Regions from separate parts of the Mustela erminea genome. Here region 1 is linked to region 2. Evidence: chromatin contacts called from public Hi-C data. All regions are on one chromosome and are shown on one strand. Each heading gives the region's core, a stretch centred on a gene start, on an enhancer-like site or on the middle of the called end of the contact. The rest is flanking DNA. Distances are from core to core; before and after follow the strand shown. Region 1 holds the start of BSDC1 (BSD domain-containing protein 1). Region 2 holds the start of ZBTB8OS (protein archease).

The links. A called contact is a pair of places that touch in the nucleus more often than the background predicts.
Region 1: a contact with region 2 is called in a Hi-C map of spleen, with 2.2 times the contacts expected there. The contact joins the promoter of BSDC1 here to the promoter of ZBTB8OS in region 2.

What each region holds. Positions count from the first base shown.
Region 1 is chr10:85,632,375-85,637,129 of mMusErm1.Pri, reverse strand. BSDC1 (BSD domain-containing protein 1) reads right to left here and starts at 1,274. Exons shown (of 11, transcript XM_032301459.1): 1 at 1,189-1,274; 2 at 865-925. The coding sequence starts at 1,199.
Region 2 is chr10:85,448,727-85,454,115 of mMusErm1.Pri, reverse strand. It overlaps ZBTB8OS (protein archease), which reads right to left and starts at 1,896. Exons shown (of 7, transcript XM_032360793.1): 1 at 1,878-1,896. RBBP4 (histone-binding protein RBBP4) reads left to right here and starts at 1,352. Exons shown (of 12, transcript XM_032360790.1): 1 at 1,352-1,632; 2 at 2,235-2,379. The coding sequence starts at 1,617.

The sequences.
Region 1 (4,755 bases), core at 25-2,524, 180 kb before region 2:
TGAATGAATGTCAGATTCTCCTTCCAGGAGATCGCTCAACAGTATTCTGAGGTCCTTTGAGAGCTTTTCGATTAAACTTCAGTGTGAAATTCTCTTATTCCTGAACAACAACATAAACAACTCAGGACATTCTCAGATTAGCTAGGCTGTAGCTAGCTGAGAGGCTGAACAGGAGTATGTAGGCTAAAGGAGGTATTAAAATGCCCCCAGAGCAGAGGACTGATTTAACTGAGATCAGAAGCCTCCTGGAGTCTGCCCTGAAGCAGGACTCACCCCAATTTCTTGAAGTAAACAGTAGTTAACTTTTCCTCCAGGATTCACTTGGGCTGGTTCTGACAAACTAGTATGGGGTGGAACAGAAACACACAACAGCCTTGTCTATTGGCAGAGCCAAGGCTCACTCATCATCCCACAGGGATTGCTGCCTCCCCACCAGACTGTGAGCTTTGTGAGGCCCAGGATAGCATCTGCACCCTCAGGACCTGTCAGAGTGCTAGCTGTGGAATTCCAGTATTCGAATGACTACAGAAATAAGTTTCTATTGCAGACTTCTTCGTAATCGATCAAAGGTTCTCTCTTCTACGAAGCTGTGAACTTCCTTAGCTGGAATAAACTGCTCTTCCTATGGATTCCTACAAAAAGGAAGCTCCGGCCTTTAAAACAATCTGTATTTCACCGTGGCTTGTGTCACACTGCTCCGAGTCGGGGGTCAGTCCTCCCCAAGACCGACAGGGGTAACAGTAGGGCCCGGGTGGGCCTCATCTTTGAGGCCCAGCGCCCACACTGGTCGGGCGGGGCAGCTTGGACCTGCTTGTATGAGGCGGCGCGAGGCCCTGGCGGAGGAAGGGCGCCGGCCCGGCTTACCTTCTCCTTGACTGCCTGGTAGCTCTGTTGCAGCCAGCTCCGCCACCAGCCCACGTCCTCCCTGCGAAGACAGATATATCTGGCGGCCCTGCCGTGCGACTCTTGCCCGCGCATGATCGGGTCTCAGTTTCTCCCAGAGATGTGGTCCGCGGGCCGAGACTTGGCAGACCGTTTCCCCACCCCCTCGCACTGAGACTCCACCCCGCCCTTTCAGCCCCGTCCACTCCCGGGCCGGCCTCCTGTTCCCCACAGGGACCCTGGCCCAGCACCCCGACCCTGGGAGAATTCAGGCCCCAACGCCCGAGAGCTGGATGACGGGCTCACCCTTCCGCCATCTTGCCTGCATGACATCACCACTATTTACTGACCTCTGACTTTCGACACGGCACTACCCCCCCCAAGCACCGCCCCAGAGCACCCGGTCCAATCCTCGCGCTGACACCGCCCACAGCCCAATCTCCGCCCCGGCTCATCACTAGGCCCCGCCTCCATGAGCTCGGTCCACTCTCTGTCTAGAGTTCGCTCTTAAACTCCGCCCCTGAACTCTCGGCCCAATCCTCACTCAATTCGGTTCTCAAGTCCACCCCCAAGTGTTAGCCCTACCCCCACTAGCACCTACTTTTTATCAAACTGACTTCGGATACGGTGGCTGCCAGGGGCCACGTCCGCCGGCCTGGACCGCGGAGGTGTACGCGCAGAGGCGAGGAAGGAAGGGAGCGGGTCTGGAGCTCGAAAGTCTGGATCCTAGAGCGCAGGGCTAGGACCACCCCCCTTTATGAAACAAACCGCGTAGCGGTTGCTTGGGGTCTCTTCGGGCTAATTCAACAAGCGCAGAGCAGGGCACTGGGCCAGGGTCTGCAGGTGTACGGAGAAAAATTCTTCAACGGACATGGATTAGCTTGTGAAAGGGAGAGACTTTCTGGATCTGCTACCCATCAAATACCATCGCCTCTTGTCTGTTTACTGGGAGAGCTTTAGTAATCCCTCCACCCCCGTTCCGTTTCCCCTCTTTACAGGATTGTTCCTGTCATACCTGCTGTTTCTCCCATCCTAAAAGCGTGGAAATAAATACCAACACTCTCTTGATCGGACACCCTTTCCCCTTTACAGCAAAACTTCTTTAAGACTTGTCTGTACTCACTGGCTCCAATTCCCGTCTCTTCCCATCATTTATTGAATTCACTTCCGTCCCGTTTTTGCCTGACTTGTATTGGGATGCTAAGAGCAATGACCAACTTTCAATCTTTCTTTGGACCAGCAGCATCTGACTTGACACAGTTGGTCACCTTCCTACTTTTAAAAACACTATCTTCACTTAGCTTCCAGGACACCAGTGCCCTTCTGACTCTCCTCTTACCTCACCAGCATCTCCTTCTCACTGTTCTCTACTGTTTTTTTCATTGACCTCTTATTGCTGGAATGTCCCAAGGCTCAGAGCGCCCTCTCTTCTTGTGTGTCTGTAATCATTCACCAGATGATCTCATCAAGTCTCATGATTTTAAATGCCATCTATACACTGGCTGCTCTCAAATTTTTTCTTCAGCCCACACATCTCTGAATACCAGGATCATTATCAATATTTGGTTGTGTAATAGGTATATTAAACTTAATATGCCCCCCAACTCCTGATGTATTAATCTCAACTGTCTGCAAACTTACCCAAAGCTATAAATGGCAACCTCGTTCCTCCGGTTTCTCAAGCCAAAAACGGGGAGGATCTATGTATTTTTTTCAAGAATAAGCTTTTTTTTTTTAAGATTTTATTTATTTATTTGACAGACAGAGATCACAAATAGGCAGAGAAGCAGGCAGAGAGAGAGGAGGAAGCAGGCTCCCTGCTGAGCAGAGAGTTCGATGTGGGGCTCCATCCCAGGACCCTGGGATCATGACCTGAGCCGAAGGCAGAAGCTTTAACCCACTGAGCCACCCAGGCGCCCCGCAGGGGATATATTTTTTATCTTTTTCTTTCTTACTCCAAAGCTAGCTGCTCGGCAAATCTATTAGTTCTACCTTTATTTTTCTTATTTATTTATTTATTTATTTATTGAGAGGGAAAGGGTGGAAGGGGCAGAGGAAAAGGGAGAGAGAGAATCTTAAGCAGGCTCCACACCCAGCCTGGAGCCCTACACAGGGCTCTGTCTTATAACCCTGAGATCATGACCTGAGCCAAAATCAGAGCTGACCCTTAACAGACTGTGTTGGCTCTACCTTTAAAGCAAAACTAGAACCTGGTCTCTTCTTACTTCTCCCCTGCTACTATGTAAATCACAGCCACTGTTTCTCATCTAGATAAATTTGAAAAACTTTTAACTGGTATCTCTGTCCCAATCTTGCCTTCCCATTGTATAGCCTTAATTCATCCTGAAAGTAGTGTCTTGAAAAATATACAGAATGTAAAATGGCGCAGCTGCTCTGGAAAACAATATGGTGATTCCTCAAAAAACTGAGCATAGAATTACCATACCGTCCAGCAATTCCACCCCTTGGTATATGCCCCAAAAAACTGAAAGCAGGATTTAAAAAAAAAAGATTTTATTTAGGGGCGCCTTCAGCTCAGGTCATGATCCCAGGGTCCTGGGATCGAGCCGCACATTGGGCTCTCTGCTCTGCAGGGAGCTTGCTCCCTGCTATCTCTCTCTGCCTGCCTCTCTGCCTACTTGTGATCTCTGTTTGTGAAATAAATAAATAAAATCTGTTTAAAAAAAGATTTTATTTATTTATTTGAGAGAGAGATAGTGAGAGAGAGAGAAGGAGCATGAGGAGGGGCAGAAGAAAACTCCTCACTGAGCAGGGAGCTCAACATGGGGCTCCACCCTGGATCTGGGATCCTGACCTGAGCTGAAGGCAAATGCTTAACCGATTTGGCTACCCACGTGCCCTGAAAGCAGGAATCTTAACATATTTCTACACCCATGTTCATCTCTGCGTTTTCTTAATAGCCGAGAGGTGTGAGAAACCCAAGTGTCCGTTGACAGATGAATGGATAAACAAAATGTGGTATATACATATAGTGGAATATTATTCAGCCTTAAAAGCTAAGGAAATTCTGACATATGCTATGGTGTGGATGAATCTTGAAGACATTACACCAAGTGAAATAAGCCAGTCACAAAAGGATAAATATTATATGATTCTATTTATATGACATACCTGGAGTAATCAAAATTCATAGAGACAAAAAGTAGAGTGGTGGATACAAGAGGCTAAAGGGAAGAGGGAATGGGGAATTATTATTTAATAATGGGTTTGGAGTTTCTGTTTGGTACGATGAAAAAATTCTGGAGATGTGAACTCACAACGCTGTGAATGTACTTACTGCTACTAAACTGTATAGTTGAAAATAGTGAAGTTCTAAGTCTCATGTTCCATTTATCACATTAAAATTTCTGTAAATCAGGGGTGCCTGAGTGGCTCAGTCGTTAAGTGTCTGCCTTCAGCTCAGGTCATGATCCTAGGGTACTGGGATCAAGCCCCACATGGGGCTTCCTGCTCAGCAGGAAGCCTACTTCTTCTCCTTCTCCCACTCCCCTGCTTGTGTTCCCACTCTCCCTGTGTCTCTCTCTGTCAAAATCTTTTTTTTTTTAAAGATTTTATTTATTTATTTGACAGATAGATCACAAGTAGGCAAAGAGGCAGGCAGAGAGAGGAAGGGAAGCAGGCTCCCCGCTGAGCAGAGAGCCCGATGCGGGGCTTGATCCCAGAACCCTGGGACCATGACCTGAGCCGAAAGCAGAGGCTTTAACCCATTGAGCCACCCAGGTGTCCCCTCTCTGTTAAAATCTTTAAAAAATATTTTGTAAATCAGATCATGATCCTCCTCTGCTCCAAATTCTCTGATGTCTACTTATTGCACTCTGGGAAAAGCTGCTAAGTCTTCACAATCTCCTTTAA
Region 2 (5,389 bases), core at 647-3,146:
ATTGGGGTGCCTGGGTGGCTCACCGGGTTAAGCCTCTGCCTTCGGCTCAGGTCATGGTCTCAGGGTCATGGGATCGATCCCCACTTCAGGCTCTCTGCTCAGCAGGGAGCCGGTTTCCTCCTCTCTGCCTGCCTTCTGCCTACTTGTGATCTCTCTCTGTGTGTCAGATAAATAAATGAAATCTTTTAAAAAAAGAATCTGCACTATACGCTCAAGTTTATTATCTCATTTACTCCTCAGATGAAGGAACTAAGGGACAAAGAGAGGTTATGTATTTGCCTTAAATTACTAAGCTGTTTATGGCAAAAACAGATCTTTTTGCTAAAAACACAATCCAGGTAAAACACCAAGTTGTAAGTTTCCTACTCAACTTTCCAAGTTCTCTAACGTAACCACACTCTCATCACCCTACAGCTGGAGATACCTACCGGCGACAACCCGGCAAACGCTTGAAAATACTGTTGTCTTTAGAACGAATACGCTGGTAAAATTCCCACAAGGTAATGTGACTAGGTAAATGTAGAAAGAGTTCAAGAGACTGTAAATGTGGCAGCCCAGGTTCCCGACTCTCAGACTATTGGGCTTTTTTCCTCAGCATCCCCCCGACAAGGACCTATAATACAGGGCGAAATGGCATCAAGCCTGAAGCACCTTATGAGATAAAACGGCTGGCGAGGCCGGAAGACCTGAGCAAGGAGACGAGGGACGACAGAAGTGAGCCACCTACTCACACTCGTACTTCCGAATGACTGGGGGATATTTGGCCTTGATCGCCTTCTGCTCTTCAGTCAAATTGTAATCCCGAATATCTTCCTCTTCCTGCGCCATAATTGCAACACTAGACACTCTACTTCCGCCCTTCATTAGCCGGACTTCGGCTCTAATTTATAACTTCCGCCCTAGACTCCGCCCACCCTCGGCACGCCCCCTTAAAGGACCAGGACTCCATTCTCTCAGATGTACTTTATACCCTAAGACTTCTATCTTCCGGCCCGCCACTGGGAGCACATCTTTAATAGGCTTAGGCCCTATTTTCTGTGTTTGCTTCATTCGTCCTAAGAACTAAGGAAAAAGAAACTGGAAGACCTGAGAGTATGGAGAGACTTGAACTAGACACCCTGTTTCTGAGTGTTTAGAAGCCTTTTCTTTCCGCCTTACTCCCGGGGTTGTTAACTAGACTCAAAAGCATCCTATATTTCTCATCTCAGTACTTTCACAGTATCTGGCGATGAAAAGCCTTTAAGAAAATGGCTGCCCCCTGGAGAGTGCGGGCTAAACTTGTCACGTGACCCGGCGGTCGCACTCCCACCGGCTCCGCGCGCGCGCACTCGAAGGAAGTCGGCTCCCGGCCGTGTGGGGGCAGGGGAGGGGCGCCCGCCTCGGATCCACAGAAAGCCATTCTGCGTGTCTGGATAGGCTGCGAACGCGGCTTCCCCGCCCACTCTACCATTCGGGACGCTCCGACTGGCCAGTGTTGGCGCGAAGGTGCGCGAGTCAGCCCTCGCGCAGGGGCAGCAGGAAACAATAGAGGCCGCGCGCGCAGAGCAAGCGCCCGTAGCCTCCCCGCCCCTCCCGCAACGCTCGACCCCGGGATCCCCCCGGCTTGCCTGCCCGCCATGGCCGACAAGGAAGGTGAGGGTGCTGGGGCCGCCCCAGGAGGGCGGGGGGTTTCGGGCCGGCGCCGCGGCCTCGACAGGGCCTAGCAGTGACGACAAGCCCGACTCTTGAGTGCTGTCCCCACCATCGAAGGCGTGAGGAGAAATCGCCCCGTAGGGCGGGCTAACGGCGCGCCAGTTTCTCCGGCGCGGAGGCCGGTCCCCCGGCGTGGAGCTGGGGCGGGGAGTGGGGGGAGCCCGGGCCCGGCCGGTGTCTGGTACCTTTCCGCGCGCCCTGTCCGTCTGCCCGCCTCTCCCGGTTCTGCCTGAGCCGTTCGCTACCCCAGGGGCCCAGGAGGCCCGCGCCGGTTCCGTAGACTCGGCGCGAATGGGAGCGTGCTCATGAGGCCCGGCGCCGTCGCGCGAACGGCTAACGGAGTGACGGGCCTGGCTAACCGGAGAGAGTAGTTGCTGCGGGCCCGCGCGCGTGGAGAGCGGTGTGGGTACCGTCGCCGCGGGGAGAATTGCCCATACCTCCTCCATTTCAGAATCTGGACTCGAGCATTGCCGGTAGCTTTGGAAGTGTTGACTCGGTTTCCCTTTGTGTTCGCTAACTTAATTTGTTTTAACTTTTAGCAGCCTTTGATGACGCAGTGGAAGAACGTGTGATCAACGAAGAGTACAAAATATGGAAAAAGAACACCCCTTTTCTTTACGATTTGGTGATGACCCATGCCCTGGAGTGGCCTAGCCTAACTGCGCAGTGGCTTCCAGATGTAACCAGGTGATGTGAACGTTTTGAACGTTGTCTTGTTGTGTCCTCCTTAGTGTTGATCTTCCCTGTTTCCTCCAGTCCCCCAAAGAGAGCACGTGATCAAAACCCAGTTGGTGACCTTTTTTCCTAGCCCCCAAAATAAGACAAAAATGTAAAAGTAGTTTTGCAATGTACCTGATAAGAGAAAACTTGTTTTCTTTCCCTGATAACGAATTGAATAGTCTGTTGTAACTACAGTTAACGAAATAATGTAAAATGTGTCAGCTTTCAAGAAAATGCTGTGATGAGTTCAGCTTTTTCAGCAACACGTTGGAACCTAGAGGTAGTAGCTGGCTAGTACAAAGATTTATGTGACATGGTACCTGCCTTCAAGGAGCACAGGCATAGTTGAAGAGGCTGATAGAAGCTAATAGTTACAGTGACATGTGCCAAGATTTACAGAGATACTTAGGGTGTTTAGAACTAACACCTGAGGGGTGCCTGGGTGGCTCAGTGGTTTGAGCCTCTGCCTTCTGCTCAGGTCATGATCCCAGTGTCCTCGGATGGACCCCCACCCCTACCCCTGGTGTTGCTCAGCGGGGGACCTGCTTCCCCCTCTCTACCTCTCTGCCTACTTGTGATCTCTGTCAAATAAATAAAATCTTTAAAAAAAAAAAAAAAACTAACATCTGAAGGTGGGATGGTTTTTGTATAAGGGAATTATGCATAGTGAGAGATTAATCACTTGTAGGGTAGGTCTTACACATGAAAAGCTTACCTCCAACAAGATAAAATAGTACTTAATTTACCCCATTTATTTAGGGTCTGCTAGGTACCACATATCAGGTTGTGCAAATTTAGATAGACACCTTCCCTGCCTTGACTTTTTGTGTGTAGTATGGTACATACCACCCCCCTTTAGTTTAGGGAATATGGCTGAGGATCCCCAATGGATGCCTGAATCTGTGGATAGTACTGAACTCTATATTATGTTCTTTTTTTTCCCCATATATACATAGCTGCGATAAAGCCTCACTTGTAAATTAGACATATAAGAGGGTAATAGTAAAACAGTGATTATAGTAACATAGCATAATAAAAGCTATCTGATTGTGGTCTTTTGCTGTCAGAATCTCTCACTGTGTACTCACCCTTGTGATGTTGTTGAGAAAAATGCCTATGTGATGAAATAAAGTGAGGTGAATGACATGGGCATAGTGATGAAGTATTAGGCTGCTACTGACCTGATGATAAGTCAGAGGAAGATCATCTACTTCCGGAGGGATTGTGGTTGACCATGGGTAACTGAAACCACAGGTGGAGGGGCTACTGTATTACAGTAAAAAATAATTATCCTAAGAGTGGCACAGATAAAATGATCAAGTGATCAGGGGAAGGAAAAATCACCTCAATTTAGGGTATCGTGAAAGGCTTCCAGGAGGAAGTGACAATGCAGAGATGAACGTGAATTTAAATTATACAGGATTTTATCAAGACCAGTGAGTTGTTGGGATAATGAGTTTTCTTTTATAAAATTGCCTCACCGTTCATTATAGCATTTAAAAAATGGTATTATAGGGGCACCTGGGTGGCTCAGTGGGTTAAAGCCTCTGCCTTCAGCTCAGGTCATGATCCCAGGGTCCTGGGATCCAGCCCACATCGGGCTCTCTGCTCAGCAGGGAGCCTGCTTCTCCCTTTCTCTCTGCCTGCCTCTCTGCCTACTTGTGATGTCTGTCTGTCAAATAAAATATTTTTTTAAAAATGGTATTATATGCTAAATAAGGTTCTTCAGAATTCAGGATCTTGCAGAATGTGGCTATGTTTCAGCTCAACAAGTAATAGAAATTTGATGCAAATTTTACTAATAACTCAGAGGTTACTACCTTCATAGTGGCATTAAAAAATGAGGAAGTCTGGGCGCCTGGGTGGCTCAGTGGGTTAAGCCGCTGCCTTCGGCTCAGGTCATGATCTCAGGGTCCTGGGATCAAGTCCCGCATCAGGCTCTCTGCTCGGCAGGGAGCCTGCTTCCCTCTCTCTCTCTCTCTCTGCCTGCCTCTCCATCTACTTGTGATTTCTCTCTGTCAAATAAATAAATAAAATCTTTTAAAAAAAAAAAAAATGAGGAAGTCTGCCCTAAGGATGTTTACAAAACTCCTAATAAATGCCCAGAAATATAGAGTTGAAAGCTTTGTCATTCATGACCAGGAGTTCCCATATTTAGCTGATCGATCAGAATTATTTAGGTTCAGGGTGCCTTGGTGGCACATTGGTTAATCATCCAACTGTTGGTTTCTGCTCAAGTTGTAATCTATAGAGCCCCACCTTGGGCTCTGCATGGAAGTCTCTTTTCTCTTCCCCTCTACCCTACCCCCCCACACCCTCACTTTCTAAAAAAAATTTTTTTTTTTTTTTAAGAATTACTTGAGTTCAGATTAAGTGGAGTCATTGCTCTCAGAAGTTCTCAGTGATAGTCAAACCATTTAGGAACTGTTGGCAGAGGACTTGTTGAAAAACAGTTGAATGGTGATTCTACAGTCATGAGCTGTATCATGAGCCACCGCAGACCTACTAAATCATTCTGGAGCCATATTTTTTAAAACCTTCCTATATAATGCAGTAATGAGCTCAACTTGGAAAGCAGTGAATGAGACTAAATTCCCCAAGGTTGAAATCTGTGTTATCTTAATAGTTTCTGCTTTAGCAGACGTAGGTAAATAAACCTTTTTGCAATGTTTGACGTTGGTCCAAACACCCAGTCTTTACCTTCCTTTTTTTGTATTCTACACATATAACAATGCTGATTTTTTTTTTTTTTAAGATTTTACGTATTTATTTTGAGTGAGAATGGTGGGAGGCAGAATCTTCAAGCAGCCTCCTGCTGAGCACAGAACCCCATGCAGGGCTCAGTCCCACAACCCATGAGATGACCTGAGCTGAAATCACGAGTTGGTCTCTTAACTGACTGAGCCACCCAGGCACCCCAACAGTACTAATTTTCTTTTTAAGATGAGCATTACTTAGAAGCAATTATGTAGTGTTA